Linked DNA regions of Mus musculus: region 1 is linked to region 2. Evidence: chromatin contacts called from public Micro-C data. All regions are on one chromosome and are shown on one strand. Each heading gives the region's core, a stretch centred on a gene start, on an enhancer-like site or on the middle of the called end of the contact. The rest is flanking DNA. Distances are from core to core; before and after follow the strand shown.

What was found. Hi-C and Micro-C count contacts between places; a contact is called where the count stands out from the background.
Region 1: a contact with region 2 is called in a Micro-C map of embryonic stem cells, with 6 times the contacts expected there. The contact joins the promoter of Tmem200c here to the promoter of Ptprm in region 2. A contact is called at or near these places in 6 of 39 promoter capture datasets (the 3T3-L1 cell line, embryonic stem cells, liver and 1 more), 3 of 484 Hi-C or Micro-C datasets (all in embryonic stem cells) and 2 of 115 datasets of contacts at active chromatin or transcription factors (astrocytes and embryonic stem cells).

The regions. Positions count from the first base shown.
Region 1 is chr17:68,835,238-68,838,555 of GRCm38.p6, forward strand. Tmem200c (transmembrane protein 200C) reads left to right here and starts at 1,899. Exons shown (of 2, transcript NM_001206661.1): 1 at 1,899-2,296.
Region 2 is chr17:67,352,538-67,356,328 of GRCm38.p6, forward strand. It overlaps Ptprm (protein tyrosine phosphatase, receptor type, M), which reads right to left and starts at 1,922. Exons shown (of 31, transcript NM_008984.2): 1 at 1,420-1,922. The coding sequence starts at 1,492.

The DNA.
Region 1 (3,318 bases), core at 649-3,148, 1.5 Mb after region 2:
GGCTATAATTTGTGCACAAAGTGAAACTATTAATGGTTTAATCCACCCCAAATCTTAATGTAATTCTTTAGTAGAATTCCTGTGTGTATGTAGCCCTGTAGGACAGAGAGTAGGATTTGCCATTTGGTCCCTTGGCAGACAGCTCTGTAATGAAATGAGGCTTCGGGTCCAGCCTTTGTACAAAACACCAGATAGTTATCAGGGATTTAAGAAATGCAGGGATTCTGAGCCAAAAGGGTTTTAACAAACCACTGAAGGAGTTGGGTTACTTTTCCTTTGCAATGATTTCCGTAAAAGGAGACGTTCCATTGTGGGGCGGGAAGGGTTTCCTCTGCAGCCTTTTGTTTTCTAACATTTGACAGCTGAGCTAAGATAAGGGGAAGGAGTTCAGGTTGAAACTTCAATCAGAGGCCACCTTTCAAACATGCAGGTGATGGCCACCTTTAGGATTCACATACTCTCTGTCCCCTTCCATCGCCCAACCACCTCTATCCCCACCTCATTAATTATCATGTATGCTTGGCTTCTCTAATGTTCTCTTGTTTGATATATGCTCAAGATACTGTGTGCCTTTAGAAAAACCTTGTGGCTAGATCTGTGGGTACCAGAGTCATCCTGCTAAATTCTTGAACAGTAAGCAGCACCCACCACAGTCGCCATTACAAGACCCTTGCCTGGATGCCTAATTTTCGGGAGCCTTGATTTTATCTGCCTTTCTCTTCCTCTCTGCCTGAATCCTAGCCACGTCATTTTAATAACTAATTGAAACCTGTCTAACTTTCTTAACACTCAGTGGGGAAATTCCATTTGAAAATTCTTTTCCCTGTCATTTCTACTATGTGCTTGAGAGAGAATGAAAATATGAAGATAAAAAATAGGATTTCTCTCTCCCTCGTGTGTGTGTGTGTGTGTGTGTGTGTGTGTGTGTGTGTGTGTGTTCTTCTCTGCTTTTCAAATGACATAGAGAGTTTGAGTAACCTCCCTACCCCCATTTCTCCTCTTTGAAGCTAACCCTGATTGCCATTCCCTAAGAACGTGTTTCTTTTTGAAGGCTTGGGTTACCCCAGAGGGTAGAGGGAGGGAACTGTAGGGCCTGCCTAAGCATCTTTCAGCCCATTCTAACCTCAGAAGAGACTCAAAGGCCCATATTCCAGGGAGCCCTTGAGGTCCCTTAAGGCCAGTTACACAGCCCAGTTCTGCTCAAGTGTGATAGCATTTGACAGAGGTTTATGTGAGTCCGGTGGTGAGAGCACCTAGTTTGTGAGCCCGCTCCGCTCCGCTCCGGCCCGTCCTGGCTTGGTTCGTTGGGGGGGGGGGGGCACTTACTGTGTTCTTGGGGCATCCACGCTGCAAACTCTCAAGTGTAGGTGGGGTAGGGGGCGAGGCTGTGTGCACTGTAATAAGAAAAAGGGAGAGCAGAGAGGATGGGAGCCTGAGGGACCAGAGACCTGAAGAATAATCCCTGTCTTCAGGGACAGCATCACTCAGATCCTGATGGGGAACTCCCTGGGAGGGGCTGGCGTTTCTCTGGATCCTCTTGGGTTAGGTGCTCAGACAGGTAGTTGGGGAAAGAGAACCAAGCTGTCAGCTGAGGCTGAAGGCGTTTCAGCTGCGTTCAGAACCTTGCCTTACACGATCGCGCCCCGACCTGGTTCAAGCACGCGGTGCAGGTGTCGCCTCCCCTGGTGCCCCTCTTGGGAAGGGGGACAAGTCGCTGTCGAAGGGACGGACGGCAGGCTGGAGAGGAGGCGGGGGAGGGGCTGGGGGTAGAGGGGGCGGGGCGGGGGGCGGGTGCCCCCCTGAGAGCCAAGCCGGGCCGGGTACCTACTGCCATCCTGCCGCAATTTCCCTGTGTCATGGCTCCGGTCTCTTAGCAACAGCCGCCAGTCCGGCCGCCCGGAGCAGCCGCCGCGGGCTCAACTCCACCCGGCGGAGCCCGGCGCGCCGCAGCCACACAAAAGAGGCGCAGGGCTGGAGAGCGCGCGGCCGCAGGGTCGGCAGTGTGCGCAGCGGGAGGGGACCGTGGCAACAGGGAAGGCGCGCCCGAGGGAAGAAGGGCTCCAGGCGGCGCGCGGGATGCGGAGGACCTGACACTTCTTGGAAACTCTTGGAAATGGCTTCCGCCACCGCGCCTGAGGGGACTGCGAGCCCCTGGCGCAGGTTCGTCCCCACCGGGCTGTCCAGCCGCTCTCGCTCCCGGGGCTCCGGGGCGCTGTCCCTGCGCTCCGCCGTCGGCTCGGGCTGAAAAGTTTCTCCATGGTTCTTTGTGTCTCCCGAGCTGCCCCGGTCTCCCTGGGTAAGTGAGCGATTATTGTTTGCTTAGAGTGCCTCCATTTTGAGCATTTCTGTCAATCCCCGGCCTCCGAGCGCCCTTCACTAGCCCTCCTGTCCCCGAGCCCAGGCCCCTTGGCCGGTGTTCTGAGTCAGGTGTTCTCCTGGGCGTGCTACCAGGACTGCGCTGCCCAGAAAAGGCGAGTTGGGGATTGCCTTCACTTCACTTGAGGCGGACTCGTAGCTGCTGCACTCATGTGACTAGACCAAAGCAAGGGCAAGAGACTCGCGGCCCTGAGGGCCAGGGGCCGGGGGTCGAGGACCTGGGTTGGGTGCAGGGCACAGCATCGCTCACAATCTGGGGCCCTAAGTCTTTGATGCTGGGTTCTATCCATCATGAGCAGAGAACTTGATTCTCTCTCTTGGAAGCAGTTGTATTTTTAGACATCCCTCATTTGATTTCCCCATCCTCCATTCCTTAACCAAGGCAGGACTCGCGCCAGGCAGCCAGTTGCAAAGGCAGACAGATCCACTGCTAAGTTTGTTTTCCTTCCTTTGGTCTAAGGAAAGCTTGGGGGGGGGGGGCTTTTCTGTGTCACCTGACCTCTGTCAGTATTCTGTGTCAGATCGTGATATGCTGAAAAGGAGTTCGTCTTTCAAGAGAGCTGGAAGAATAATAAACTAGGGAATAATTAGAAGCTATTAAACTAATTTTAAACATCTTCTGTAAACCTTGTTAAAATCTATTCCAACTTTTCTTATATTCTGCTGGATGTAAAGCTGGCTTGCAGAAGAGGAATGCAGAAAGGTGCCTCTTTCATGACATCCAGCTCCCGGGGGGCATCTCTCTTCAGAGAGCCACCCTGGCTGCTGAAGCTGGCTTTGTTTCTAAAATGCCTAGACCTTAAAGTCTCTTGAAGCCAATCTAGACTTCAAGACTATTAAAGACCTGGAGCCTACAGTTCAACTAAAGCAGCAAATTTTATGTTGCGACATACAATAAGTATAAACATGTGGGGCGAGTATATTTGGTGTTTATACTTACTC
Region 2 (3,791 bases), core at 672-3,171:
GAGAAAGTAAGTAAGCTAGAGGAAGCGCGTTTCTCTACCGAAGTTGTCAGTTTGGGTTTCGTTCAACACATTGCACAGCTGAGTAGCAGCTCCTCTCCCTCTCTACCACCAACTATGCGCAAGGGTCTTGCTGCTCAGCACCAAGCCTGATGTAACCTATGTGCCTATTCCGTGCCTATGAATACAAAGGACTAGCATCCCAGGATGCCCAGAAAGGCAAACCTGATGCTTCCACTGGCCAGAGGTCTATGTGGCTTTAATGTCTGTAAATGGTACTCCTTACTTTCATGAAAGTTCCTTTCACCAATATTCTTTTTTAAAACAAATTTATTCAGCCTTCCCGAAAACACATAAAACCCCATTTTGCAATTCTTGTTCAAGGTTAAATGCGGCCCTTTTTATTAAAAGAGAAAGGTAACACTCCACTGCCACCATTGTGTGTGGACATTCGTGAAACTAATAAACACGAGGCAGTGTGCGCGTGTTGTCAGCGTTTGCCAAGCATCCACGTGCGTCCTCCTGGGACAGAAGATACCAGAAGCCCTGCTACTCTGTGCCACCCACCTTCGGTTTTGCTCCTGACCCCTGACTCTGGTCCAGATCCCTCTGTCTACACCAAGAGCTCCTCAAGGCTCGCGAAGCCTGGGTGAGCACAGCCTCCGGTTGGCTTGATGCACACAGCCAGTACGTGCCCCCTCCTTTCAGCTAGGACCCCCGCGCAGCTGAGCTGGGTTAGCAAGTTGTCCGGACCCGGGCTGCACACCTTTAGGGAGGCCGAGGATGGAATCTGGGCGCTCAGCCACAGTGGCGAGGGCTTGGGGAGCAGCAGATTCCTCTAGGATCTCAGAAACCTCCCGCGGTGCAGAAAGGGAACGCTGGCACAGCGAAGCCGCGCCACAGAGGGGACCCGCTGAGGTCGCCCACCGCGCCGGGCAGGGGGCGGCAGGGATGTCAAGTTTGGGGTGGTCGCCAGCTACACCTCTAGGTTTGACGCTCGCCGCAAGCTCAGCTGAGCACTGGCAGTCCACCGCGGCTGCCTCCAGGGTCGAGAGGCCCGCTCAGCGCCTACTCCCGGCGGCTACAGCTGGGAACTTTAGGCAAAGTTTTCTGCCCTTCCTGCCCAGGCCGCCCAAGAACACTGAGCCCCCATGCACAAGTCCAGGCCCTGAGGGTACAGGGGCCGAGATGGAGGTCCCTGTTTCTGCGCCCGTGCTTGTCCTGCGGGCTCCTGCGTGTACTGTACGGGCTCCGTGGCTCCACAGCTGTTTTCCTCCGGCCATCCGCCAGCCCGGCTCACCCGCTACGCGATGCCGGGTCTTCCCTGCCCCTGCCCGGCCCTGAAGCTCGCCTCGGACTTCTCCCACCCGGGTGTCGCCTACGTCCCAGGCGCCCCGGGAACGGTAGTGGTGTCTCGCTTACCTGAAAATGTTTCTCCGGCCGCAGTTAGCAAAAGTCCAGCTAAAGTCACCAGGCAAGTCCCAAGTGTCCTCATGGTGCTGAGTACGCGCCGGGCCGCCTCGGGGCGGCGGCGGCCGGTAGCCTCGGGAAGCCAAGGGAGACCCGAGCCTAAGCTGCAGGCTGCCAGGGTAGACGCGACAGCAGCGAAACACCAGACCCCAAAGTGACAACAGTTGCACAAGTCCGAAGTCCCGCGGCTCCCGGGCGTGGGGACGGCGTCCTGGATCCTCCTGCCCTCCCGCTGGCCCCCGCTTAGAGTCTGGCGCCACGGGGAGAGAGAGCGGAGGGCGCGCCCGCGGAGCCCAAATCCTCGCTGGGATCCGGTGATGAGCCCGCCTAAGCGCTACCCCTAATCGGGACCGAGCCGCCCGCGGCGCCGTGGCCGTGGCCGTGGCTGTGATCGCGCGCTTGTAGCCCGCCGCCTCTCCCACAGCCCCAGCCACCTCCGGCAGTGGCGCGCCGATGGCCGAGCCCGCGCAGGCTGCGCGCGGGGCTCCTGCTCCGCGACTGACTGGCGATGCCCCGCAGGCCGGCTGGAAGGAGCCCACGTCACGGCCGGGCCGGAGCCGCCGCGGCCCGCTAGAGGGCGCGAGCGCCCGTGTCCCCGGCCCCGGGCCAGCTCGGCCTGCGCGGCGCCTGCGGGCTCTGTGGGGCGGCCACCAGCAAGATGCGGGCGGGACCCGGCGGGCAGGAGCAACCTCCCGGGGCGCCACCCTCGACCCTAGCTCGCCTCCGCAGCGCCTCGGGTTTCCCACGCTGGCCTCGGGGACAGGGACCGCGCCCCAGCCAGAAGTTTGTCCCGGGTCACGGACGGCGAGTAGTTGGAGCGCGCCAGGCACGGGGCGGTAGTGTCCCGGGCGGTGGCGGTGGCGGCTGGCTTGCGAGCGCCGACCAGGAAGAAGCCAGAGCCGCCAGCGCCCAGGGCCGCTTGATCTGCTGCTTTCAAGGGACACACAAGCCTCTGTGCCCGAGCCCCGCGCCTGAGAAGCAGGATGCGCTTCTGCCGCTCCACTGCGTGGTGTCGCCGCCAGTGCGGCCCGGAGCTAGGAAGACAGCAGTTGCATGGAACCATGGATTGGGCAGAACCGAGGATTTCTGCAGCTGGTGCAAATGGAGAGTGTCTTGAAACATTTTAATTTGCCGTTTGGGGTCTGAGACGACTATTTTATTAAGTGAACACAAACGCTATTAATGATTAAATTAAAACTCAAATTCAAGATTTTATTTCATTTTATTTTATTTTATTTTATTTTATTTTATTTTTAAAAGCCGTTCTTCATCTTGCTCAGAGTACAGCCATTAGGGCACCTGTAGGTTATTTACCAAGCTAACTGCGGGCCATGCTGGTTAAACTAAGATCCCAATTTGTGTTGTGATACATGCAAGTAGGTTAGTGCTCAACAAGAGCTCTTACATTGCTTTCCCTGGGGGACCTTTACACTGTCTTTGGCTGCTTAGTGGTGCTTTAAAGACCAAAGAAATAAGTGACTCTCCCACTCCTCTGGTTTAAGGCTCTCTGGTGGCCCCAGAACCGGCCAAAGATGACGTTTGCGATCATCTCCCAGGACATATGTGACCCAGTACTTTTATGTCTTCCAGACCAAACACAAGACCAGCTTGTTTTCAGGCAGGAGTCCTCATGAGGCCTTCCATTCATAAATCTCAGTGTTAACCATTCACTTGCCACTATCCTATGCCGCCACTAGCCTTTATCTGAAAACGAGCCTGCTGGGCTTCTCCTGAACTTGGAAGGGAATTTTTGAAGTCTCATACTTAATTCAAAAGGATCAACAAGTGACAGAGGTTTAATCCGCCACTTGATTTTCTTGATGAAATTATACCTTATAAGATAATTGAGATTTGCTTTTTAAAAGCGAACGGTGACAGACACACCCCCCACCCCATTTTGATGCTTGTGGGTGCATCCGTAAAAAAGGTAAAAACCAACTGCGCTCTCATTGCTTTCCCGTAACATCTTTATGTTGGATGAAGAGATTGATATCATGTAAAACTCCATTCCTCACATGCGTCAATTCTTAATTATGTGTCAATTCTTTCTTTAATTAATAATTAATATTTTTTTTTACATTCCAATTGCTGCCCTCCCCCTCCCCAACAATACAATTACTGCAAACCACAGAGGAGGCATTGTGCTAACTGCTGAAGGCTGTTTTGGGCTGGTGGCTCCTTGAGAAACAGACCCTGGGCTAGGGTGACTTTGACTTGAGGTGATTCCCAAGAAGGAGAGAAAAGAGACTAGGGACAGAATGAGGACAGTGTCTGGTGTACTTGAGAACAGGATGTCAACTCAGCCCCCCTGGATTTAGGTATCT